2 separate regions of the Oryctolagus cuniculus genome follow, and region 2 is linked to region 1. The links are chromatin contacts, called in public Hi-C maps. All regions are on one chromosome and are shown on one strand. Each heading gives the region's core, a stretch centred on a gene start, on an enhancer-like site or on the middle of the called end of the contact. The rest is flanking DNA. Distances are from core to core; before and after follow the strand shown.

What was found. A called contact is a pair of places that touch in the nucleus more often than the background predicts.
Region 2: a Hi-C map of an unstated tissue shows a contact between it and region 1, with 5 times the contacts expected there. The contact joins the enhancer-like site here to the promoter of COX6C in region 1. A contact is called at or near these places in 2 of 6 Hi-C or Micro-C datasets (ear pinna and an unstated tissue).

The regions. Positions count from the first base shown.
Region 1 is chr6:125,369,016-125,375,720 of mOryCun1.1, reverse strand. COX6C (cytochrome c oxidase subunit 6C) reads left to right here and starts at 4,553. Exons shown (of 4, transcript XM_002710711.5): 1 at 4,553-4,689; 2 at 5,717-5,843. The coding sequence starts at 5,730.
Region 2 is chr6:125,558,925-125,565,996 of mOryCun1.1, reverse strand. It overlaps FBXO43 (F-box protein 43), which reads left to right. Exons shown (of 5, transcript XM_002710712.5): 4 at 861-1,064; 5 at 1,164-1,659. The coding sequence ends at 1,412. It also overlaps LOC108176523. Among named protein-coding and RNA genes, the nearest start is that of RGS22, 10 kb to the right of the region's middle. Within about 2 kb of position 2,551, at least 1 of the 8 cell types and tissues checked has an H3K27ac peak or open chromatin away from gene starts, as enhancers often do.

The DNA.
Region 1 (6,705 bases), core at 3,304-5,803:
TCTTGCTATGGGAGGGAACCCTTGGGGCCCCATACTGCAGATTCTAGGCCTATTTCACACTATGACTCTCAGATTTGTTGTCTGACAAACAAGGATGCCTGTTTCTCTCATGTGATTATTATTATTAGTTTCAAAGTCTTAGTATGAAATGAGAAAATAAAAAAATGAGAAAATAAAACATCTAATGTTTAATTTTGATTACATATTGAATACTATTTTGGCTATATTTGACTAAAAGTATTAAAATCAATTTCACTTGTGTTTATTTGCTTTTTAATGTGGTTCCTGGAGCATTTACCCTTATGGCTAGTTGAGATTTGCATTTTATTGCACTTTCTAATACATAACATTTTATTTGAATTTTTAAAATTATTTTTGTGTCAGCGAGAGAGAGGGTGTGCCCATTCACTGGTCCTTCTCCTAATGTCCACAATGGCCAAGGCTGGGCCCAAGCCAGAACTGGGAGCGAGGAACTCAATCCAGGTCTTTCATGTGGGTGACAGAAACCTGATTGTATAAGCCATTGCCCTGTTTCCCAGGGACTGCATTGGCAGACAGGAGCAGAGGTCTGGAATTGAACCCAGGAGGCTAATCCTCCAAGATTTTAAACGCAAATCCTTGTTCACGGCACAGCTGATTTAAGAACTGTCCCTGTTGAACTGAAATCTAAATCTCAGTATATTCCAGCAGACAGTCTGATTTATTCCTAAGGACAAGCGAAACAAGCCCATCTACTGAGCCTTGTTTCCTTCTAGTGTTAGCTATGGGCTCAAGTCAGATTGCTGCAGTAATTCTCCACTTTCCAGCATCAAGGGAGACCTCGTCACACAAACTTCTTTTACCCCACTCTCCTCTCCTTTTTTCCATTGTATTATTTCCATGTGATGTGTCTTGGTTTCCTTCAGCCCCTCCAGAATCTAAGCTTCAGGAAGACGGGCTGTTTATAGCATTTGTTCACCAAAACAGTGCCTGGCACATTAAAGGCACACAACACTCTCTGGCTTCATACTCTCAAAGATCTGCAGGACTCCTACCTCCCAGGGCCAGTGCTGTGGTGTAGCAGGCTAAGCCTCTACGTGGGATGCCAGCATACCATATGGGTGCTAGTTTGTGTCCAGGCTGCTCCTCTTCCGATCCAGCTCTCTGCTTATGGCATGGGAAAGCAGTGGAAGATGGCCCCAGGGTTTGGGTCCCTGCACCCACGTGGGAGACCCAGAAGAAGGTTCTGGCTCCTGGCTTCAGATCAGCCCAGCTCTGGCTATTGAGGCCCTTTGGGGAGTGAACCAATGGATGGAAGACCACTCTTTCTCTCTCTGTCTCTCCCTCTCTCTATCTGTAACTCTACCTCACAAATAAATGAATAAATCTTTAAAAAAAAAAAAAAGACGCCTATGTCATCACCCAACACTGTCCCCCATCCCCTGTCTTGATGAGAGAATCTTTTCCCCCAGTTTTTTTTTTTTTTTTTTTTTTGGCCAGGTAGAGAGAGAGAGAGAGAGACAGAGAGAGAGTTATAGACAGTGAGATAGAGACAGAGAGAAAGGTGTTCCTTCTGTTGGTTAACTCCCCTAAGGGCCGCTATGGCCAGCGCTACGTTGATCCAAAGCCAGGAACCGGGTATTTCCTCCTGGTCTCCCATGCGGGTGCAGGGCCCAAGCACTTGGGCCATCCTCCTCTGCCTTCCTGGGCCACAGCAGAGCTGGACTGGAAGAGGAGCAACCGGGACTAGTACCCGGCGCCCCAACCAGGACTAGAACCTGGGGTGCCAGCGCTGCAGGCGGAGGATTAGCCAAGTGAGCCACGGTGCCGGCCTCCCCCAGTATTTTGAGCAAAACTTTTAGAACTAAGTTTCATTGACCAGAGTCCCATGCTCATCTTCAATAAACTACTGTGGCCAGAGGGATGGGCTACACTGTGTAGCCACTTCTGAGTCATATGTCCAATTGGAATAGGGTTTGACTCTTCTAGAATCCAGTGTTGGAAGTGAGGAAGGGTTGATTCCTGGGAAGACAATCAGGTACTGCTACGACAAGAAAGAGATAAGGAAGGAAGGAGAGAAGGAGGGCAGGCAGGCAGGCAGGCAGGCAGGCGGGGCTGGCTAAAAGGACAGAATGAGGAATGCATATTCAGAGCATCTATTTATCAAACACCATACATGCATTATCCCATTTAATTTGCACTGCAACCCAACAAAGAGGGTACCATTTTAGAGGGTAAAGCAGATTTACAAAGATTAAGAAATCTACCAATAGGAGCTGGCATTGTGGCACAACAGGTTAAACTTTCACTTGTGACTCCAGCATTCTATGTCAGAGTTCTGGTTTGAATTCCAGTTGCTCTGCTTTCTATCCGGCTTCCTGCCAGTGAAGCTGGGAAGGTGGTGGATGACAGGTCAGATGTTGGGCCCCTGTCGCCCATGCCAGAGATCCAGATGGAGTTCCTGGCTCCTGGCTTTGGCCTGGCCTGGCCCTGAATGTTGCTGCCATTTGAGGAGTGAATCAGTGGGTGGAGGATGTTTCTCTTTACCCCCCTTACTTTTCCTGATGCTCTACTTTAAAATAAATCTTTTTTTTTTTTAAAGGAAATTTGCCAGGTAGGAGATAGTGAGCTGGACTCAAATCCAGGCCTATTAGGCTCCAGAACAGAACTACTGCATAGCAACCGGCTCTCTGCTCACCTCTATCATGCAGGGTCCAGTCACCTGCCACCTTCCGTCATTCTCTGTGCTCACTGTGACTGGATGGATCCAGGTTTCCCTAACTACTGTTCGTAAACAACCACTCAGTACCACATCCAGGCCAGGTGCTGTAGGTTGAGCAGGACTTGTCTCCCCAAACCCACACAGATGTTTAAACTTTAATGTCTTAGTGGATTCAGGGTGGAGACTTGATCTAATGATGGCACCTGAGAGGTGGATCTGGTGGGGAGTGTTTAGGTCATGTAGTCTGGGAGAGAAGTTGTCTCTAGAAGATTGACTTGAGTTCAGGTTTGGCCTGCTTGTTCTCTGATTGCTGGGTTACCATGCAGTCGTTCCTCTGCACCAGTGATGATGAGCTTCCAAGGGGCACAGACCATGGGGCCACTTGATCCTGAAATGTAAGCTCTAAACTGTAAGCTGAAATAAACTTTTTCTCTCCTAAGAAGCTTCTCTTGGGTATTTCAGTTGTAGGAACAAAAGCAGACTAATACATCAGGCTGTGTGCCCTGACTGTGTTGTCTCAGATTTCTCCACTTTTCCATTAGACTGAGATGCAGCTCTGCTTCCATGTTTTCCATATCTTCCCTGATGGTTTCAATACAAACTAATCGTGGTTAACTCTGAAATTTACTACTTGTTCTCTAGGCCAGTGATGTGTGTGGGGGGTGGAGAGAGAGTGGGAACACAGTATCTTCCACCTGGACAAATTCCTTGTAAACTTTCAGCTAGGTAAGCCCTTGATACGAGGCCTGAAAAAATATTCTTGAGGTCCAAACCCACTAATGACTCAGCACTCTTCTGTGTGTCTGAAAGGTTGGACTCCCCCAGAGTGTCTGTTAAGTTGAAGACAGAGACTACCTGAAAAGAATACCCCTCCTGGCAGATCTGTTCCTGGCACATCGAAGTCACTTAATCAATCTTCGTTGAATCTGTGTCGTGTGTCCTTTATGTCCCAATTCTATCTTCTGCAGTGCTTGCTAAATTGACTTAATGCCTTGCAAATCTAGGTAATTTCAATAAAAGCTGAGCCTGATATCCCTGAGGCACATGAGCCTTGGCCTCCTACCCCACTTTCTACAAATTTTCATTTGCCTTCCTGCAAATTTGTCTTTTAATAAAAGCCTCAGCCCTTCCAACCAAAACTTGCTCAGCTGTGTTAGGCGGATAACTGCTTCTGCAGTGGCTGGGTCACATCTCTGTGGAGTGCCCGCTGCAAGGGATTGGTAATAACCTCTTTGTGTCTGTCTCAGTCTGCTAGACGTGAGCTCCTAGAAGACAGCTTATTCACCGTTTGTACAAACCAAATGGCTATTTGAGTAACAGTGGCTAGAATGAAAATGCTGGTTTGTGGCATAGTGGGTAAAGCCGCCTCCTGCAATGCTGGCATCCCATACGGGTGCCAGTTCTTGCCCCAGCTTCTCCACTTCCCATCCAGCTCCCTGCTAGTGTGCCTGAGAGAGCAGTCTTTGGGGCCCTGCACCTGCGTGGGAGACCCGGAAGAAGCTCCTGGCTTCCATCTGGCTCAGCTCTGGCTTTTGCAGTTATTTGGGAAGCAGATGGAACCCTGTTTTTCAAATAAGTAAATAAATCTTAAAAACAAACAAAAACCCGCTCATTTGTGCACATACTTTCGGCAATTCTTGGGCCCAGGATGATTGCTGGTGCATTTCTAAGAGTACATTAACTTTTTTTCACATATTAAATATTTCTTAATTCCCTAGTAATTTCATAACCCTGTTATTAGAAAGATTAATACTTCCAATTCACTAAGTAATCTGTTTTAGGAAGTCAAGTCCTCTTTTTCTTAGATCACACAAGAAACCGAACAAGCTGATGAACTTCACTTGAGAACGAGAACGACCGGAATCGCGCTAGGTTTGGACTCCTTCGGCTACCGTCGCCGGATCCTCTTCGCGAATTCCCTTATGCGCCTGCGCAGTACCGGCGTGTCGTCCATTTCTCTAGCAACCGGGAAGGACGTTGGTGTGGAGGTGAGTCTGGTCGCTGTCTCTTTCAGCGTTTCGGTCCTCAGACCTGCTGTCTGCCGTTCTCTCTGCCTCGGAGTTGAGTCGCGGCTCCGCAGCTCCGTCGCGGTGGAGCCTGGGACCTCTCATCCGCGTCGACCTCCGCTCGCCCCTCGGCGACCTCCGGAGGGCGGAGGGCGGAGGGCTGCGGGCGCCGGACCGGGTGGGCTGAGGCGGTCTCACGGAAGCCCGAGTTGGGCGCAGGGGCCCCGAGGAACCTGCAGGCTTCGGAGTCAGCCGGCCGGCATCCAGCTCCCTCTGTAGTCTGTGACCTTGGTTAGGTCATTTGCCCTGCCCGTCCCGGTGTTTCGCGGGTGGAGAGGCTTACGGGTCTGCCCGCAGTGTCGGCGCTCGGTCGGGGCCCGCTGGCTGCCGCGTTTGGCCTGGAGCTGGGGAGGGGCGCCTGGCCCGTCGCAGGTGGGCTTCCGCAGCCTCCCTGTGATGTAGGCAGGCAGATCGGTTTCACCTGCACCCTCCCGCGCGGTCTCCCCCGGTGGCCGAAGGTCCGCAGGGACTGTCCCCGGCTGGACAGTTAGGGCCCTCGAGGCAACTGCCGGGTTCCGGTCGGAGTTTTGATCATTGGCTGTGTGAGCTTGGAAACCCCCGCACCCGTAGCTCACAGGGTTGGCGGCGGGATGTAGAAAAGGTTTAGAGGAGGGCTGTAAAGAAGTTTGCACGGGCACGCTGCAGCCTACAGCGCCTGCGTCTCTCTCCTACGGCTGGGGGAGATTCTTGGAGTTTTTGCTCATTGGCGACGGGCGTGGCTCCCCTTGAAAGGTGTGCTGCAGCTGTTTGGCCTTCAGTTGGGTGGTGGTTCATTGTATGGGCTGGGGGACGGAAAAGATGGAGGCCGAGCCGGGCCACTCTGGGCTTTGTGGGCGGAGTCAGTGGCCTGTGGTCCTGAGCGTCTCTCGAAGGTCAGACAGGCATCATGCTTAGGAGTCCCCTCAGTACCGTGTTGGTCCTAAGGTTTTCTTTCCTTTGACCTACGAAGGACAAGAACTAGCATGGCGCCCAGTGCTTTGGCGAAACCTCAGATGCGGGGCCTTCTGGCCAAACGCCTGCGCTTTCATATCGTTGGAGCCTTTGCTGTGTCCTTGAGCGTTGCAGCTCTGTATAAGGTACGATCTATTTCTAGTGACTTACCTCTCTGAAAACCTGTTTCCTCATATGGCTGGGTTCTGAGGTACTGGGAGGTAAGGCCTAAACACAGGAATTTTGAAAGAACGCAGTCTAGCCCATGGTAGAGGAATGGGGAAGGCAGTTCTGAATGGGATTGGGAGGAATGAGCACAGAATGGCACCTTCATACTGTGCCACCTATGGATTGAAAGTTATGCCTTTTTAAAAAAAATTTTTTTTACTTATTTATTTGAAAGGTAGTTACAGAGAGGCAGAGACACAGAGAGAGAGGTCTTCCATTCTCTGGCTCACTCCCCAAATGGCCGCAACAGCCAGAGCTGGGCCGATTCGAGGCCAGGAGCTTCCTCCAGGTCCCCCACGTGCGTGCAGGGGCCCAAGCACTTGGGCCATCTTCTACTGCTTTCCCAAGTCACAGCAGAGAGCTGGATTGGAAGTGGAGCAATCAGGACAGGAACTGGTGCCCATATGGGATGCTGGCACTGCAGGCATCAGCCAGCCGTTATGTTTATGACTGATTGCTACAAAAGTTTATGATACTATATATGTTTATCACCATCTTGTCATTAATGGCTCATGAGAGATTTCAGGTCTGTCTTGTAACTGTTCCTACTTAATAATTTTCTGTTTCTTTTGTTTTTAAAGATCATTTATTTGAAAGGCAGAGTTAGAGGGCAGGGACAGGCTAGAGTCAGGAGCCAGAAAATCCAGTCTGGGTCTTCCACGACCATGGCAGGAACCCAGGTACTTGAGCCATCATTTGCTCCCTCCCTGGTACATTAGCAGGAAGAAGGGTTGGAAGCAGAGGTAGAACGTAATTCCAAGATCTCCCATATGGAATGTG
Region 2 (7,072 bases), core at 1,302-3,801, 190 kb before region 1:
CAACCATGGTTATCCTACTGTGCTTTCTAGAACACTGGACGTTACTCCTCCCCTCCAGCTGTGCCCCTGCATCTGTTAACCATCCTCTCTTCATCCCTGGTCCTCCACACACTCCCCAGACCCTGGGAACCACTGCTCTGTGCTCCGCTTCTATAAGATTAACTCCTTAGCTTCCACGTGTAAGTGACATCACACAGGAATTGTCCTTCTATACCTGACTTACGTAATGTCCTCCAGTTCCATCCAGGTTGCTGCAGACAACAAAATGCCATTCTTTTTCATGACTGAATAGTATTCCACTGTGTGTGTGTGTGTATACATACACTTATTTTTTATTCATTCATGTGTCAATGGTACCTACGTTGATCCCCTTTCTTGCCTAATTTGAATAGTGCAGCAGTAAACAGGCAAGCACAGAAATCTTTTTGATATCATCCATGTTTTTAAAGTAAATTTTATTGGAACACATCCTCACTCCTTATTTTATGCTTTGTCTATAGCTGTTTTCTCTCTAACTGCAAAAGTTGAATAGCGTAGCTATATGGCCTGAAAAATCCAGAACACTTACCTTGGGCCCTTTTCAGGAAAAGTTTGCTGAACCAAGCCTTGAAATAAATGGAGAAATACTGATCATGCAAACGTAAAGCTAGAATTTATAGTTTTAATTTTTTTATTTTTATATTTCTTAGACTTTTTCATGTTTGGTGAGAAAATGTTTTTGGCTTTGTTTTTCTAAAAAGGAATAGTCAAAGGAGAAAATTCTGGTGATATAAAATCGTTTCCACTTCAATCTATGTGCACTGCAAAGCCATTCTGGAATGTTTTGATGTTCCAGTGTTGACTCTCGACTTCTACCACAGGGGGCTGTGTTAAATGTGGAGGATGCTGCCACGCGGCTTCATCTTGTAAACCGCTCAGCTTTAAGATCAGTGCAAGCACAGGCTAGGACTCCCGGTTCTCAGCAAGAGCAAGTTCCAACATTGTCTCCTTGGGGAGAAGTCTTGACACCCATAGCAAGCTCCTCCGTTGTTCACACCAGTAGTAAGCAGGAGGAATATGTTAAGGTGAGTATTTGTCCTAAGTTATCAGAAGTAAACATTGACAGAAATAAAGTGCCTCTACCTGTGAGCCCGGAGCATTTAGTGTGTGTGCTTTTACCGCAGGTTGCCAAAACACTTTTTATTGACGAAGCATTAAAACCTTGCCCACGGTGCCAGTCCCCTGCTAAGTACCAGCCGTATAAGAAAAGGGGGCTGTGTAGCCGCATGGCCTGTGGTTTTGACTTTTGTGTGTTGTGTCTGTGTGCTTATCATGGGTCTGAAGAATGTAGTAGAGGAACAACAAAGGCAAGAAGTAGAAAAGACGCTGTCCCAGGAAGTGCCCAGAGTAAGCGGAATTTAAAACGCCTCTAAAGAGACTAAGTGGAAAAGAAGCACTCCCCCTGATGCATTTCTTACTTGAAATTATGACTATTTTAAACACATGCCAATCCTCCCATTAATAACAGATGATGATTTCCTTCCTGTTTTGTATATATTCTAATCCATGTCATTGTATATTTTAAATCATTAAGTTTTACAATTTTTTTATTTGACTAAATCGTTTTTATTTATTTTAACATCTTGGTATTTTAAATAAAGACTTTTCAGTGTTGTCAAATGTATGTATTTCATTGTTTCATGTAACATGTTGAACTTGTGCATTTCATCATTATGTGCTGAAATGTGTTTCAATCATGAAAATGATATTCTAAATAACATTAAAAATTTTGAGACCTTAGCCTTATGGATTTGGGAGATGAATACTTGACTGAGATTAAGCATAAATAGAATGAATTCATAAGTCCCATTAAAATCACTCCATAATTTCGATCCTTGTCTTCACATATTTGGGTAGACTCCTGGTTAAGTAAAATTTACTTAACATTGAAAACTAAGACGACACAAAAGATAAACTATGTGGCACATGTAGTTATTCCTAATGGGGGTCTTAGTTAATAAGCATAAGTCATACTTTTCAAGTAAGTATTTCAAAAAATAAGTTATTTGTAGGAGACTCAGATGAAGTTCACCTCTCCTGAGTTTTTCCATTATCTTTGCTTAATTTATAGCACAAAGCAGTATTATACATTTATAACAAAAATTTACTAAACATATCTAAAATTTAATCTGTAACATTCTAGATTCAAATAAATTTATTTATTGTGGATTTGTTTTATTTTAGCTCAAAATAAAGGTTTTAAAAGAAGGAAATACACACTATTATTTCTGAATGGAGGCGTGTAAAGACTTCAAAGGTTGCACTCAACATTCCACAAGGGGGCACCAAAGACTCATTTATGGTTGTTTTGGCTTTTCTTCAAAAAAGTAAATTTAGCTTGTACGTGTTTGACCTTGATGTGCTGCGACATTGCCAAAGAGGGGAAATGTTGCTTGACTTAATTTTTAAAGTGTATATGGGATAAAGTTTTGCTAATAGCTATTACTCAGTGCTAATGAAAATACTCCATCTGGCTTGCAAGCATGTACCGTTTTCCCAGATGCCTTCTCACAGAACGCCCTGCGGGCAGGCCCTGGTTGGTACTTGGGCAATCTGTGTTTACTTGGCAGTGGCCCTGCGCTCCTGGCTGCCTCCTCCCGGGCTGCAGAGCCAGGTCAGTTGAAGGAGCCTTGGATTCGTGGCGGTTATGAATGGAGTCATCCTCCCACCGAGGATTTCCCCTGGGCAATTCGGTTCCTGCAGAGAGGTGACACTCTGTTGAAGTCCTAGGCACAGCCTCCTGAGATCACTGTGACTGCCTCCCAGCTGGTTTCCTTGCTTCTCACGTCTCCCCATTTAAATGTTTCCTAGAGATCCACTGCCAGGCTCTTGGTACTACTATGCAGTTCTGACTGCAGTTGCTTCCGAAAAATATATCAGGTTTTAGGATCTCTTAATGGCCCTATCAGTCTCTCTCACCACTCCCCTCTGTATGCTTTGTTACAGCCAAACTATTCTCCTTGCTGTTTTCTAAACTCTGCATGGGATTTCTCCCACTTCCTTCTTCTCTTGCCGTATTCAAGTCCCACAAAATCTAGCTAATCTTGTTTGTTAGCTTGAATCATTTTCTGAACTCTCCAACAAGGCAGAATTTCCACCTTCTCTGGGTCTTGTGTTTATTTATACCTTCCTTATGGTATCTCTGGCAAGCCTTGGTTTGCATTAAGTTCTTATCTTCCACCATGAAGCAAACTCCTAAAGGCAGAACGATTTTCTTTTTACCTTTTTTTTTTTTTTTTTTTTTTTTTTTTTTTTTTTTTTTTAAGATTTGTTTATTTGTTTGACAGGCAGAGTTACAGAGAGGCAAAGGCAGAGAGAGAGAAGTCTTCCATCCTATTGTTCATTCCCCAAAATGGCCACAAGGGCCGGAGCTGAGCCTATCCAAAGCCAGGACCCAGGAGCTTCTTCCAGGTCTCCCATGTGGGTGCAGGGGTCCAAGGACTTGGGTCATCTTCCACTTCTTTCCCAGGCCATAGCAGAGAGCTGGATTGGAAGAGGAGCAGCCGGGACTCGAACCAGCACCCACATGGGATGCTGGCCCTGAAGATGATGGCTTTACCTACTATGCCACAGTGCCGACCCCAGAACTGTTTTCTACTAGCTCCTGTAGCACAGGGCCTTGGCACATGATATAATATGCACAATGTGCACGAATGGCTGAAATCATTATTGATTGTCCCCATGAAAACAACTTCTATGCCAATCTCAGTTTTATTTCCTTTTTCAGCTGGTGGCATAGGGACTTTCAATTACCCTTATCTGTTTTTCAAAGAGCTAACGTGTGGGGGTGTGGGGACACTCCCCCACACACACCCCACCCCAGCACTGTGGTGTAGAAGATTAAGCCACCACCTGCAGTGCCAGCATGCCATATGGATGCCGGTTCGAGTCCTGGCTGCTCTACTTCCAATGCAGCTCCCTGCTAATGCACCTGGGAAAGCAGCAGAAGATGGCCCAAGTCCTTGGGCTCCTGCCACCCATGTGGGAGACTTGGAAGAAGCTCCTGGCTTCAGCCTGGCTCAGCCCTTGCCATTGCAGCCATCTGGGGAGTGAACCAACAGATGGAAGCTCACTCTCTCCCCCTTTCCTTCTCTATGTATCTCTGCCTTTCAAATAAATACAAGTTTTTTTTTTTAAAGCTAAAATGGGGACATCACCCCACTCGTCTGCTCCCCTTTCACTCCTCCATCCCTCCCTACCTCGGCCAATGCTGCTTCTCCCCATAATCACCTCTCTCTCTCTTCCCTCCTCACCTGCTTCCCTGCTGCTTGCCCTGTGTGACTCTGCTCCCGGTCACAGGGGCTATGCCCTCCCTCCCACCTCTGGTGCAGGGCGGCAGCTGGAGGGAGCACCATTGCACGGTGTGGTCACAGCCTTCATCAGAGCTTTTATGGTTTCCTTCCTGGCCAGCTCTGATGTTAGCCTAGGGCCTCAGCACTGAACAAGCAGAAACCTCCCCTGTCATCTCTTCTAACCTTGGTCTGGGTTAAGTGCTCACCTGAACACTGGTGGACAGAGGGCTCCTAGGTCAGCTTTTTATGTGTCTTTGTTGAAAATGAGGAAGTGTCACGAGTAGCCTTTTCTTCTCGGCTGCCACAGAAATGTACACGGCTGCCTCTCTCCTGTATTGACAGAGAGTATGCTTTATGCTCACGTTCAAGTTACTCGGTAAGGGCTCCTGAATTATTTCCAGAAGGGTGTAGGCATCCCAAGGACTGTTCTTCCTTACCCGCTCTGAGGCTTCCTAGTGTACTGCTTAATCCTGCAGAGATGCTGTCAATGTCGACTGAGGGGCTGTGGAAACCCGAGACAGTGACCTTAATTAAGATACTCACCGTCTCTCCTGGTCAGGCAGGGAATTATGTACCTGGTAAATCTCATCCCTTTATATTAAGAGCAACCCTACAAGGGTAGTGCCATTACTAGCTGCATTTTTAAAAATTTGTCAGATAAGTAAACTAAGAACATAGCCGGGCTTAAAAATATGTTTATTCCACATTAGTGAACTTAAAGCTGGGGTTAAATGTTGGCTGTTGGACCTCAACTATTCTGTCTTGGCTCTCTGCTCATACTGACCGCAATACGGCCCTCACCTATATAAGCCCGACATTCCCACTGCAGCTTCCCACCTTGTTAGAGAATAAACCAAACTGCTGATTGTTTTGACCTCAGATGAGGAAAAAGGAAATTCATTGTATTGGGCTTTTTTCTTCTTTTCTCTAATCACTGATAACTGATTAAAGAATTTTAAACATTGAGATCTTTTATTTTGACCCATCTAATGTTTTATAATTTTCATAATATAGTCTTCATTTCTTCCTTAAATATTACTCATTTTAAATTCTTTTAAAGACTTATTTATTTGAAGCCGGCGCCGCGGCTCACTAGGCTAATCCTCCGCCTAGCGGCGCCGGCACACCGGGTTCTAGTCCTGGTCGGGGTGCCGGATTCTGTCCCGGTTGCCCCTCTTCCAGGCCAGCTCTCTGCTGTGGCCAGGGAGTGCAGTGGAGGATGGCCCAGGTGCTTGGGCCCTGCACCCCATGGGAGACCAGGAAAAGCACCTGGCTCCTGCCATCGGATCAGCGCAGTGCGCCGGCCGCAGCGCACCGGCCGCGGCGGCCACTGGAGGGTGAACCAACGGCAAAGGAAGACCTTTCTCTCTGTCTCTCTCTCTCACTGTCCACTCTGCCTGTCAAAAAAAAAAAAAAAAAAAAAAGATTTATTTGAAAGGCAGAGTTAGAGAGGCAGAGAGAGATCTTCTGTCTTCTGGCTCATTCCCCAAATTGCCACAGTGGCCCATGTTGGTACAGACCAAAGCTAGGGTCTAGAACTCCATCTGGGTCTCCAAGTGGGTACAGGGACCCAAGCACTTGAGTCATCTTCCACTGCCTTCCCAGGAGCATTGATAGGAAGCTGGATCAGAAGCAGCAGCCAGAACTTGAATCTGCACTCATATGGGATGCCTGCTTGCAGGCAGTGGCTTAACCCGCTGTGCCACAACACTGGCCCCTGGTTCATTCATTTAACACACAGTGAATATTTACTGCAAGGTGTCAGGCTTTTTGTAAGTGCTGGGGTTGAGGGATGGACCTCACACACAGAGGATCAAAAACATCCTCTGGGGCTCAAATTCTCTCTTTCTTTCTTTCTCTTTCCTTTTCTTTTCCTTCCCTTCCCTTCCCTTCCCTTCCCTTCCCTTCCCTTCCCTTCCCTTCCCTTCCCTTTCTTTTCCTTCCCTTTCTTTCCCTTCCCTTTCTTTCCCTTCCCTTTCTTTCCCTTCCCTTTCTTTTCCTTCCCTTTCTTTCCCTTCCCTTCCCTTCCCTTCCCTTCCCTTCCCTTCCCTTCCCATCCCATCCCATCCCATCTAGAAGCCTTTTATATAAGATATACAAGCTTCATGTATTTCATATTACAGATTTAGGAACACAGTGATTCTTCCTACCCTACCCTCCCTCCCAACTGCACTCCTACCATTTTTCCTCCTCCCTCTCCTATTCTTATTTTTTATAAAGATCTGTTTTCAGTTAAGTTTATACTCATAAGATTAATTGTGCAGTAAATAAAGAGTTCAACAAATAGTATGAAGGAAAAAAAGAAAAACACTGTTCCTCAACAGTTGAGACAAGGGCTTTTCAAAATCATTGCATCAAAAAGTATCAATTTCACTTCTATTGATTGCCTTTTAGGTACTCTATTAGTTACCACAGATTGGGGAGAACATATGGTATTTGGTTTATTTCACTAAGTATAATGGTTTACAGTTGCATCCATTTTGTTGCAAATGACAGGATTTCATTTTTTTAACCACTGTGTGATATTCCATAGTGTATATATATCATCATTTCTGTGACCAGCGGGTTAACACCTTGGCCTGAAGTGCCAGCATTCCATATGGGTACCAGTTCAAGACCCGGCTGCTCCAATTCCAATCCATCTCTCTGCTGTGGCCTGGGAAAGCAGCAGAAGATGGCCCAAGTCCTTGGGCCCCTGCACCCATGTGGGAGACCCAGAGAAAGCTCCTGGGTCCTGGTTT